Regions from separate parts of the Mus musculus genome. Here region 2 is linked to region 1. A link is a contact called in public promoter capture Hi-C data. All regions are on one chromosome and are shown on one strand. Each heading gives the region's core, a stretch centred on a gene start, on an enhancer-like site or on the middle of the called end of the contact. The rest is flanking DNA. Distances are from core to core; before and after follow the strand shown.

What was found. Promoter capture Hi-C pulls out the DNA fragments that hold promoters and counts their contacts.
Region 2: a promoter capture Hi-C map of liver shows a contact between it and region 1, with 2.1 times the contacts expected there. The contact joins the promoter of Myom3 here to the enhancer-like site in region 1. A contact is called at or near these places in 4 of 39 promoter capture datasets (the 3T3-L1 cell line, cranial neural crest, liver and 1 more), 1 of 484 Hi-C or Micro-C datasets (liver) and 2 of 115 datasets of contacts at active chromatin or transcription factors (embryonic stem cells and pancreatic cancer cells).

Annotation. Positions count from the first base shown.
Region 1 is chr4:135,365,772-135,372,245 of GRCm38.p6, forward strand. It overlaps Ncmap (noncompact myelin associated protein), which reads right to left. Exons shown (of 5, transcript NM_145555.2): 4 at 6,106-6,190; 5 at 3,806-4,939. The coding sequence ends at 4,798. Among named protein-coding and RNA genes, the nearest start is that of Srrm1, 16 kb to the left of the region's middle. Within about 2 kb of position 4,815, at least 7 of the 459 cell types and tissues checked have an H3K27ac peak or open chromatin away from gene starts, as enhancers often do. A contact at or near this core is called in liver, where this site is marked.
Region 2 is chr4:135,755,968-135,762,310 of GRCm38.p6, forward strand. It overlaps Myom3 (myomesin family, member 3), which reads left to right and starts at 3,748. Exons shown (of 37, transcript NM_001085509.2): 1 at 3,748-3,839. It also overlaps the pseudogene Gm12988.

The DNA of each region.
Region 1 (6,474 bases), core at 3,565-6,064:
TTTTTAAAAGCAAGGCACTGGATAGCAAATGATTTATGGTTTTGTCTGTAAAAATCTTTCAAGTCAATACTAAAAGAGGAAGAACGAAATAAAAGAGTGGATTGAAAGACTGAAAGGTAATTTTATAAGAATGATACTCAAGTGGCCACCAAACAAATGGGGTGGGGTGGGAGGCCCCAAGATTTATCAGGGAATACAGGTCAAAGCCACCGTGAGAGCTCATTGCACACACATCAGATGACTAAAACCTCAGATTCTCAAAACAGCCAACGCTGTGACGTGTACCGAGAAACTAGAACTATTTTATTTGTTTTGTTGTCATTGACACAATCTTATGTATCTTTTTAAATTTATTTTTATTTTACGTGCATTAGTGTTCTGCCTGCATGTATGTCTGTATTCGGGTGTTGGATCCCCTGCAACTGGAGTTACAGAGAGTTGTGAGCTGCCATGTGGTTGTGGGGAGTTGAACTGGGGTCCTCTGGAAGAGCGGCTAGTACTCACCACTGGGCCATCTCTCCAGCCTCAGAGACTTGTGTATTTTAGGCTGGCCTGAAACTTGCTAGTTGAAGATGAACTTCTGACCCACCTGCCACCACTTCCAACTGTTGGGGTTACAGGTTGCACCACCACACCAGGTTTCACGGGGTGCTGGGGTTGGAACCCTGGGCTTCATGCCTGTTAGGCAAGCACTCTGCCAAGTGAGCTATATCCCCAGCCAACAACCCTGTAATCCTCCTGCCTCAGCTTCCTGAGTGCTGGAATTGTAGGTTTGCAGTGCATGTTCAGATGGGAACTGCAGAGGGTCAGAGTGGCTGTTGGGTACACGTGGCCAGTGTTGTGTCAGGCACACGGTGGGAACATAGTTCATGGTAACTGTCACTGCTGGTGACTTGAGGTTTACTCTGATATGTCGTACAACCCCAGTGATTCCAGGTCCTTGACATCCTAGAGCCTTTGGTGTTTAGCTTCAGGCTACAAAACTTCATATTGTCACATTTGAATAACTCAGCAAGTTTCCTACCTCCTAGAAACATCTAGCGTTGGCTCAGTATGTAGCCCAGGCTAGCCTCAAAGTACAATCTTTCTGTATCAGACCTTTAATTCTGGGACTATAAGCATGGGGCACCACACCCAGTTCAACAAGAGTTTTTTTTGAAAAGGCATTTGTTTGTTTGTTTGCTTGCTTTTTAAAAAAAGATTTGTTAAACTTTATGTGTATTGCTGTTTGCCTGCATGTATGTCTGCAAGGGTGTTGGATCCTCTGGAACTGGAGTTACAGACAGTTGTGAGCTGCTATGTGGGTGCTGGGAATTGAACTCAGGTCCTCTGGAAGAACAGCCAGTGCTCTTAAGCATCCAGCCATCTCTCCAGCCTGTTTGTTGATTCCTCTGTGCAGCCCTGGCCTGGTACTCACAGAGATCTGCTGGCCTCTACTGGGATTAAAGCCATGCACTATCAGTGCCCAGCAGAAGTGGAGTCTTACACGCGTTCTCGCGACCGGCCAGGAAGAACGCAGCAAACCAGAATCTTCTGCGGCAAAACTTTATTGCTTACATCTTCAGGAGCAAGAGTGCAAGAGAGCAAGAGCTCTATTGCTTACATCTTTAGGAGCCAGAGCGCAAGAGCGCTAGAGTGCAAGAGCCAGAGCAAGAGAGCAAGAGCGCAAGAGCTTTATTGCTTACATCTTCAGGAGCAAGAAGCAAGAGCCAGAGCAAGAGAGAGAATGGCGAAACCCCGTCCCTTTTTAAGGAGAATTATTCTCCGCCTAGGACGTATTACTCCCTGATTGGCTGCAGCCCATCGGCCGAGTTGTCGTCACGGGGAAGGCAGAGCACATGTAGTGGAAAACTACCCTTGGCACATGCGCAGATTATTTGTTTACCACTTAGAACACAGGATGTCAGCGCCATCTTGCAACGGCGAATGTGAGGGCGGCTCCCCACAGTGGAGTTTGTTAACACTACATGTAATTGAAATGAATAACACATACTGGATTTAAACCTTTTTGTTTTAAAACTTATGCATGTAATATCTTTCATTGATCCCATGGCCACTTGAAAGAGAACCTGCCCCAGTGTGAGAGGGAAATAAATGGGGCTGTACCATCCCCGGGTGAAATTTGGGGCCCTGTCTTCCTGTACTGAGGAGCCCCCTCAACTTGGACAGAGCCACAATGGGAGCCTTCCTGGGTTATCTTCATTACTGAGACGCAGAACAGTAAAGTTGTCTCGCTTGCTCCCGCCCTGACTGTCCTGTCCACCTCTCTCCTCCATTCCCAAGCATTAATTAGCAAGGGAAGACCTTCTGTGGGCGGGAGAGGTTAGTTTAAGGCTGGAACATTTGGGCTGATTTTTTTTCCCCAGTACTTGGAATGGAGGGAAGGGCCTTGAGGAGGTGTCTCTGGTGGCGCAAGGGCTTTGCTTGTTTGTTTCTGTTTTGCTTTTGAAAGCAGAGCATGTTCAGGGAAGCATTATCTATTAGGGCTTGTCCAGGGCCTCAGTGGGAAGCAAGTGAAGCGGGACACTGGGTGCACAGGTGGGTCAGAGAACGCCATCTTGGCTATGCTCATGAGAGTCAACAGGAGGCCACCAAAATGGCCTTTCTCCCACTTGCACCTGGGAAGCCAGATCCCTGTCTCCACACAGGACAGGGACAAGACTGCTTTGCTGTGTATCCATTCTCAGAGCAGCTGACATCTTTTGGGAAGGGTGGAAGGAAGAAGATACAATGGAAAGAAGGCTCCTGCCAAGTCGGGCCGACCCTACTTTGAGCCCTGGCACGTGACTCCCGGCACATGATGTCCCAGCACGTGACTCCCGGCAGGTCCCTCCTCTTTGTGAACTGGAACCTCTCATCTGAGAGTGGAAAGAAAGATGACCTCCCAGACTCACGGAGAGAATGAAATTCTGAGATAACTTAGTAGATGCCCTCCCGGTGCCTGGAGAGTGGTAGGTATTTAAGACAGAAGGGGAAGATGACCACTGAGCCACGGTAAGAGTTTCCTAGGATCTTCCCACAGCTACTCAAGGAGGCTTCTTTTGTTTTGTTTTGTTTTGTTTGTTTGTTTGTTGAGAGAGGATTTCTGTAGCCCAGGGTGCTCCTAAGTTTTCTGTGTAGCCAAGGATGATGACCTTAAACTCTTGATCCTCCTGTGAAGCTCTGTCTGCCTCTCTCTCTCTCTCTCTCTCTCTCTCTCTCTCTCTCTCTCTCTCTCTGTGTGTGTGTATGTGTGTGTGTGTGTGTTGGTAGTGGTGCACGCCTTTAATTCCAGCACTCAAGAGATAGAGGCAGGAGGATCTCTGTTGATTCAAAGCCAGCCTCGTCTACAGAGTTTCAAGCCAGTCAGGGCTACATAGTAAGACCCCCGTTGTTTCCCTAAGACACACAAAAAAGTTGTGTGTGTTGCATGTGCGTGGCATATGTTCCCTTATGAGCAAACCAGGAGGTCAGATGAGGATGTCAGGTGATCTACTCTCTTGTTCTCTTTCTTACACTCTTTCTTTCTTTCTTTCTTTCTTTCTTTCTTTCTTTCTTTCTTTCTTTCTTTCTTTCTTTCTTTCTGGGACAGGGTTTCTCTGTATAGCCCTAGCTGGCCTTGTAGACCAGGCTGGCCTTGAACTCAGAAATCGCCTGCCTCTGCTGGGATTAAAGGTGTGTGCCACCACGCCCAGCTATAAATCTTAATCCTAAAATGTTTGTCCTTGTTTGTGGACTGTCTTCTGGCCCAGGGTCAGGGGTCAGCTGTCACAGAGAATCAGTTGACAGTGTTGTGCTTTGACTCTGCAAGGTGACAAAAAAGCATGCAGGAAATACAAGGTTTAATGGGTTCAAAATACTTGTCCCCAGAGGCAAGAGGACTGCCAGGGAAGCTTAGCAACCAAATAAAAGAGAGCCAGGAAATGGGGGGTCAGGGTAGTCTGCCTGGGGCAGCAGAAAGAGCCCAGAGCAGCTACCACATAGCCCAGGACCTTGAGCAATGCAACAATTCTTATCCTAGAGCTAGCCTATGCTTCTCATCCTTGAGCTAGCCTCTGCTCCTCGGGGTACATCTTCCTTCTGACTATTAATGAAGTAGAAGTTTTGAAGAATACTGTTTATTCTTTTTCTTTCTTTCTTTCTTTTTTTTTTTTTTTTAAAAGAGAAGCATCTCTGAATGTGGTCAAAGCTGGTCCTGCAATCCCAGTGTTCCCGCTTTTACTGAGCACTGTGATGACAGGCACGTGCCACTTTATCCAGCCTCTGTACCCTTTGTTAAAGGGGGAGAGCGCTGACTGGCCATTAGGAGCTGGCTAGTGGCCATCTAGTACTGCATCAGTTAGATGCTACCAAGTTGGTTTTGTGGCTAGTTAGTCCAAGTTAGTTTCCCTGCATCTGGCTATGGGATTGAGGAAGCTGTGGACATGCCCTTAAGTTGAGATGCTCCCAGTGGCTCCCTGGGGAACACTCTCTTTAACACTCCCTGACCATGAGCAGAAGACTCAGATGTCTGTCTATCAAGCTGTCTAGCCGTCGCACTTGTGAGGCGACAACCAGACTCACACCAGTTTCCCCAGCTCAGTGCTTCTCGTCAGGTAACAGAAGAAATGTCCTCAGAGCTTTGGTCGAGTGGCAGCAGGGACGTGGACATAGCTGGGGTGGCCAGAGCACAGGTGAGGGTGGCTTCAAGCTGCAGGGGCTGTTTGAAGGGTGCCTCAGTTTACCCAACCAGAAAGAACTTGGTGAAGCTGCCAGCAGAGTGGACTTTCAGGTCATCAAAGCTCTTTGCAGAGAGGCAGGAATGGCGCCAAGGCAGGGTCACCGAGTCTCCACATGGACATTGGCAGGGTCGAAGGTCACAGTAGCAGGCTGCTGGCTGCCATTGCTGCTGGGGTCCAGGGCAGGAGGGACAGGTGGCTTTGGGCTCTTGGGCTCCAGCTCCCGCCTGGTCCTCATTCTCCTGTAACGAACGAGACGGTGAAGAATGGGCTCTGTAACCGTGGCTCATCGTAAGGTCACACTGTTCAATCGCCACTGTTACAATTGGGAAGGCCCTTCAACATCAGCTTGGCTCACTGTGGGATAGTCTGTTTAAATTAAACCGCTAAACTGCAATCTGTCCCTGACACTGAATGGAATCTGAGCATGGCCACATTCAAGGCTAAGGGAAGCCCTTCAAGGTTTGCAGCAGCATGAGTATGCATGCTAAATGTTTTGCTAAGAATATTTCAGAATATCTTATTATAATCGAGAAGAGAACTGACTTAAAATGTCTACAATCCCAGGACTTTTAAGGCTGAGACAGGAACATCTGAGGCCAGCTTGGGCTACCTGGGAAGATGCCGTCTCAAACAAACTGGCAAACTGAGAATTCTATCTTCATTCTATATACCATAAAATTCAGTAGTTAACAATAGTGAGTCCTGATGTGATATTTCATCCACTGATAGATCCTAACTCCTTAGGGGACACTGGAATTCAACGCTGCTTCCTTGTTTCCTATAGGTTCATATGGTAACACCGTCAAAGGCTTTAAAAATAATACTTAGGGCTGGAGAGATGGCTCAGCGGTTAAGAGCACTGACTGCTCTTCCAAGGGTCCCGAGTTCAAATCCCAGCAACCACATGGTGGCTCACAACCATCTGCAATGAGATCTGATGTCCTCTTCTGGTGTGTCTGAAGACAGCTACAGTGTACTCATATATAATAATAAATAAATTAAAAAAATAATACTTAACGCTACTATTGTTGTTGGCTTGGAGTCAGGGTCTTATGTAGCTCAGGCTGGCCTCAAATTCATCCTGTACACTTCTGGTCCTCCTGCCTTTATCTCCTGAGTGCCACCATACTTGATTTATAAGGTACTGGGACTCAAACCCAGGCCTTCACGGATGCTAGGCAAGAGCTCCACCTTCCAAACTTCATCCCCTGCCCCTGTCATTGTCACATGCTATGGTGGGAATATTTTCTTTGAAACCGCATGGTTTGGGTTTGAACCTCAGCTCTGACAAAGAGTTTCAGAGGGCAGGGTCTTGCATGGCAGGTGAGCTAACAGTCTACAGGTGGAATGGGTGGGAGGTCTGTGTGTGGGGGTGGAGAACTGGCGAGTTCTGGGCCTCCGGTACCTGTTGTACATCTTCAGCAGGATCAGCACCAAGGTGACAATGATGATGACAACCACCACAATGGCAGCCACGATGGCTCCAGAGCCTGCAGAGAAGAGGGAACGGAAAGTGGGAGAAGCTCTTATCAGACATCTATGAGTCCCCAGGAACCTCATGAGTCAGCATAGGAATCCCAGGGCTCCTGTGGGCACGGTGGGCAGTGACAGGAGGACCCCCAGAAGCCTGCAGGCCCCCTAGCCTGGCGTATGCTGGGGTACAGTGGGGAAAATAACAAAGAGACCCTGTTATAGGCAAGGTAGGTAGAAGGGCAGGACTGGTATTGAGGGTGTCCTCTGACCTCTGAGTGTGTGTCACGGGGCACTCTTATGC
Region 2 (6,343 bases), core at 2,498-4,997, 390 kb after region 1:
GAAAGCCCAAAATGCCACTTTCCGCAGTGAACCCATAGTTCAGTTTTATTCAGAGCAATGGGGGTGGCGGGGAGGAAACTTCTGTTCATAGAAGAAACTCACCACAGGTCTGATCTTCACTGGAACTACACACGCAGTGAAGACAAGGCGATGTTTATCTACTGATCTCTAATATTAACAATTGTAAACAGAGCAGTGCAACTGGCACTTGGAACAACCCTTCTAGTGTTATGGTAACAGGCACAGCAGTTCACTTCTCGCCACATCATTGGTTCTCTTTGCGTACCTGGGCCTCCTCCTCTTCAGTAAAGTCATTTTTGATATTGAAGGTTTTACGAATCTCCTCAGGAGTTTCCCCCTTAATCTTAATGGCCACAGTCTTGCATGTGACATCAAGCAAACCTTTGATGTCTAAGTAGTTTGCAGCCAGAATAAGTTCAAAAAGTATTCCTTGGTCAACTTTCAGGAATTCTTGGTCCCAAACAGGAATATCATCTGTCCGTTTTCTTTGTTTTCATCATCCTCAGGGGAGGAGGGTCCTCTTTGTGGTGGGAGCACCACTGAATGACCTCTTTCAGAATTGCTGCATTAACATTTGGTAAAGGAACAGGATCATCATCCATTCCCAACTCTTCCGGCACGGCCTTGACGGTCACAGATTGTTTGGCAGTTTCTACAGCAACTTCAAATATCTCTCCATCAGAACTCTGCAACTTTGTCGTAGGCATGGCACTTGGTCTCAAGACCACAGGCCCCGAGGCTGACGGACAGAGTTCATAATCGCACAGAAGTATCGAGAACAAGGCCACTTTGAGACAGAGTCTTATGTAGCACAGGTTGACCTCAAACTTGGTACATAGTCTAGGGTACACTTGAACTCCTGGTCCTCCTGCCTTGACCTACCAAGTGGTATGAATATTGGCATACACTACCACACCTGGCTTCCCATTCATTTTTAAAGTCAAGTTGAGGACAGAGCTGTCTTCCAGGAATTACTTCCTTTGGGGTAGGGACAGAGAGAACAAGACAACACAACATCCCTCCTATCTAAAACGTTCTCCAGTTAAAGAAACTGAGGCTCAGGAAGGAGGCTGAAGGCTGAGCATGATGTCACACACTTATAATCCCATCACTCAAGGTACTGAGGATTATGAGTTCAAGGCCAGCCTCAGCTATATAGTGAGACTTGTCTCAATTTAAAATAATAATAATAATAATAGTAATAATAAAGAAAGGAGAGCAAATTCCTCGTTCATGAATAGAGGTGCCTATGCCTGGCATCTAAGCAAAGAGTTATGTGACTTCAGTCATCTTATGTCTGCTCAGCTTCCTGAGTGAGGTTTGACCATACTTACAAAGGACCCATGCATCACCATGCATGATCAGCTGAGGGGTATAGGAGAATGGACTGCAAGCCCAGATGGATGGGGCGAAGCGAGCTCTTCAGTATCCCCAGAGTTAAGTGACTAGAGGAGCCCTGGTCTATCAACTGTCTACAGTATGTCTGGTGTTGGGGAGGCTGTGGACCCTCCTGGGACCCTTCCTTTCAGACAATCCAGTTGGAGACAAGGTCTCAGTGTGTAGCCCAGGCTGGGTCTGGATGCCTGGATCCATCTGCCTCAGTCTCCTGGATGCTGGGATTACAGATCTGCAGCTCCATGCTCTGCCAGAAGACTGAGAGACAGTCATTACTGTCCCCTGGAGTGTAGATAAACCAGAACATGGTGGCTTGCTTAAGTTATAAATCCAGGGATGAATGGGATCCTGAACAGAATCTGAGATGCCTCCCAAGTCTGGCACATGCCTGAGTTCCTTCCGTCTGCCTCAGAGGTCAGGGACAACCAGGGCCTATGTTCTGCTTCACAAAGGCATATCACACTTTTTTTTAAAAAAAGATTTATTTATTCATTATATATAAGTACACTGTTGTGTCTTCAGACACACCAGAAGAGAGCATCAGATCTCATTACAGATGGTTGTGAGCCACCATGTAGTTGCTGGGATTTGAACTCAGGACCTCTGAAAGAGCAGACAGTGTTCTTAACCACTAAGCCACCTCTCCAGCTCTGGCATATCACACTTAACCATCACAGCAATTGTCTGAGTCCAGAGAAACTCTTTCTAGACAGGGATAATAGGAAGTGGGGATGGCAGGGGAGTATATGCTTGAAATCATGGCATTCAAGACTGAGGCAGGAAGATTGTCAGTTGCAAGTTAGCCTGGGCTACATAACAAAACCTTGTCTCAAAATAACAACCCCCGAAATAGGAATGAGAGCTGGAGAGATGTTCCAGTGTTAGAAAGCTGGCTGCTCCTCCAAAGGACCCTGGATAAGTTCCCAGCTACTCACCTGGGGGGAATGCCCCGCCTCCTACTGCTCCTTCCCCATCCACCCCAGTCCCTGCCTCCAGGAACTGCCTAGGGCTCCAGCCTGGTTTGAGGAAAGTGGGCACAAGTGTTCCCAATTATAGAGTTTGTTTGCAACTGTCCTTCCAGTTACCCTGGGGAAGTTTTCAGCTTCTCTGATCTGAATTCCTTCCTGAGAGACAGCGTGTCAGGGTACCTGGCTCACAACCCCAGGGATCTGATGCCCCCTTCTGGTCTCTAGGCGTGCATGCGGTAGTGCACAGACCATGCCCACAAGTAAAACACTCATATACATAAAGTTTCCTAGAAAGAAAGAAAGAAAGAGAGAGAGAGAGAGAGAGAGAGAGAGAGAGAGAGAGAGAGGAAGGAAGGAAGGAAGGAAGGAAGGAAGGAAGAAAGAAAGAAAGAAAGAAAGAAAGAAAGAAAGAAAGAAAGAAAGAAAGAGGAAGGAAGGAAGGAAGGAAGGAAGGAAGGAAGGAAGGAAGGAAGGAAGGAAGGAAGACCAAAAGGGTGGGGGAGCGAACCCGCCAACATCCTCCCCGGAGTTGCTATGACACTGGCCTGGGGAAGAGGTGAATCAGGGAAGCTTAGAAATGGCTTTTCAAGTAAGGCAGGAGATTAAGACTAGGACTGAAGAGCTCAGTGCCCGCTCACTCACTCTCCCCAGGGAGTAGCCTCCGAAGCTGCAGGAAGAGCAGCTGGCAGGTTGACCTTGGTGCCTGTGGTTTGAGGAAGAGGCTGGGAGTGAAACCATGCTCTCTGACCTGAGCTGGGACAGCCTTCCCAGACCTGCACATGCTCTGGAGGGCCATGTCCCCTCCTCAGGGCTCCCTAGCTCCTGTCCTAGCCCTGCCTTACCCACCGCACACAACCATGGGCTGACCAGGAGCAGCGCCCTTAACTGCTGGGGAAATAGAGAGGAAGAAGCCACACATCACCTTAGCCAAAAGAATCAAAGTTCTCATGGTTAGGTCACACTCTGTACTATCCGCAAGAAGCTAGGTACCCTGACATGTTCCCTGTCTCTCAGGAGGGAATTCAGATCAGAGAAGCTGAAGACCTTTCTCTGGGTGCCCCACAACGGGAAGGACAGTTGTGATCCGACTTCTATAGCAGAGAACACACGTGTCCACTTTCCCCAAGCCAGACTGGAGCCCGAGGCATGGCTCTTACTCCAGGCAGGGTGGGGTGGAAAAGCCAGAGGTGGGGGAGGAGCAGCAGGGGGTGGGGGCCACCCCACCTGTTGCTGCTGCCCAGCAGTGCTGGCAGGAAGAGACAGCCCTCCCCTCTGCCTCCACCCTCACCACAGCTCCCATCCATTGTCACCGCACTGTCTCAGCGCTGCTATATTTAAGACGGTTACAAGGCTCTCAGATCACATTCTTCCCCCGTCCTCACTGAGCCGAGGACAAGAAGAGAGCAGAGAGCCTCTTACTGTCCTAGAGACTGCCCAGTGGACACTGCTGTTTCTGTGAGTCACATGTAGGGTGCAGGGGCTGAGGGACACCCCAGCTTTCCACAGTGAATGACCTATGGGGGTGGTATATATGGTGCATGTGTAGTGTACATAACTCTAGTGTATGTGTGTCTGTGATGTACGGGTTTGTGTATGTGTAGATGATGTGGGGGTGGTCTGTGCATAGGCCTATGTAAAGTCAATGATGTTCTTGTGTGTCTATTGTATGATGGGGGTAGTATTTGTGTGACTATGGTGTGTGTATCTATAGTATAGTGTGTGGGGTATGTGTGTATGTGTGTTTGATATGTGCATTTATAATGTTTATGTGTGTGTTATAGGGCGTGTGTGTGTGTGTGTTGTAGGGTATGTGTCTGTGTTATAGGGTATGTGACTGTGTTGTGCTATAGGGTATGTATATTATAGGGTATGTGTCTATCTGTGTGTGTTATAGGATATGTGTGTGTGTTGTAGGGTATGTGTCTATCTGTGTGTGTTGTAGGATATGTGTGTGTGTTATAGGGTATGTGCCTATGTGTGTGTTGTAGGGTGTCTGTGTGTGTCGTAGAATATTTGTGTGTCTACTATAGGGTATGTGTGTGTCTGTGTGTGTTTTCGTATCCTGTCGAGTATGTGTGTATCTGTATGTGTGTTTGTTTGTTTGTAGTGTATATATGTAAGTATGTTGGGAAAGGGGTTTGTTAGGGAGATTTGAGCTTGGTAGCACCCCAAGTGAAAACGGGGTATCCAAGAACTCCATGCTTCATTTCACTGTTCTGTGTAGCCCTGGGTCTTCTGATGTGAGCCCTCCTTGACATTAAAGCTAAACATAAAGAAAAGAAAAGGCCCTTGAGGACCTCCTTGGAACTCGAGTCTTTGCTGTATGGAGCGGCAGCCCATCAGGGAGCCCGAGCTGGCAGGTCCGGCAGGTCCAGTAGGGAGGGAGTGTGTGGGCTGAGTGCTGGTTGTTCAACCCCACGGGCAGAGAAAAAGCATAGACCCTGCAGTCCCAAACCCTGGGGTTGCCAGGTTCATCCCATACAGGGGATGAGGCCCCCCGGGCTCTGCTGGGGAAGGAAGAGCCTCCACTAACCAGAGCCAGCCCATTACAGCCTTGGCGGAGCTGGGGAGCCGTGCCTGTCCCAGCCTGTGCCGACCCACTGGGCAGGGTGCATCCACTCCCCGCTCAGCCAGTGCGGCTTCTCATCCCATGGGGAAGGGCAGTGGAGGCCACAAACCTGTCTGCTTAATCCCACACTTTAGTCAGTGCTTTAAAAAGCATCCATGGCTCACCGCAGAGGAGGGGGTCCAGAGGCCAAATGCCAGTGGGCCACTGTCCTCATTAGGGCAGAGTATCAGAGAGAGGGCCAGTGCTGACGTCAGAGCACAGGAACCCTCTTTGTTGGCCCGAGCCTTGCTCCCCAGGTCAAACGTGTAGACCAAGGAAGGAGCGTAGCATGAGCGGGCTTGGCTAGGTCTCTGCGTGCAGAGATGCTATTTAGCCAGGAGGAGTCAGAGCCAAGCCTAAGTGGGCAACTGTCCTTTGGCTCTGCTGAGATGCTTGTCGGGAGCCAAGGGACCTTTGGGAGAAGCCCTTAATGGCCACTGATTACTTACTGCAAGCCACTGACCTCCCTGATGGTCACAGCTGGGGGCAGCACAGAAAACCAAACCTTACAGCTGACACTCAGCAGCTAAGCCCCACCACCAGTGAGTCAAATACAGCCTCCATACAGGTAGGGACTAAGCAGGAAGAGGAGGCACTTTCTAAATGAGAATCAAATTATAAGGTACTGATTTAAAATACCAAAAGGACTAACAAAGAGAAAGTTCTTGGCCTCTTGTGTTTTTACAAGGCTTCGGAGGAAGTTGGTGGGAGTGTCTGACACTTAGATGGGACTCATTTCTCCAGGCTCTCAGTTAACCTTTTGGTCGCCCATCCCAGGAGTGTGGTGGACACATTTTACGGATGAAGAAGCCAAGTTATAAAGTCCAAGGTCGCACACTTAGAAGCAGGAATGAGAAACTAGGGTCACAGGATTGCACTGGGTCACAGATTCACAGTCCCCATATCGTGAATCAACATGGCGCTCAGGCTAGGCTTGGAGGAACGGCTGGGGTGATGAACCCAGCAAAGGCTCATGGGTAGGACTAGACAGAGAGAGAGAGGGGACATCTGCTCACTCCGAGATTAGACCCAGCCTGGGACAGCAGCGTGCAGTCTGTCATCCTCTGCAAAGCCAAGCCCTGGAGAAGGGGATGAATGGAGCAGGTCCGCAGCTGGGAGCCAGGGCTCTCTCTGCTCCCCGATGGGTCTCTGCTTACCCACTGCCAAGGCACGAGAAACAGTAGAGAAGCCAGACTCTGCCTTTGTCACCGTGGTCCCTCACCTTCTCAGGCCTCAATCCCTATGCTCCTATAGAGCCGTGGTTCTCAACCCATTTGGGGGTCAGATATCTATCCTGCATCTCAGATATTTACATTATAATTCATAACAGCAAAATTAGAGTTATCGTGAA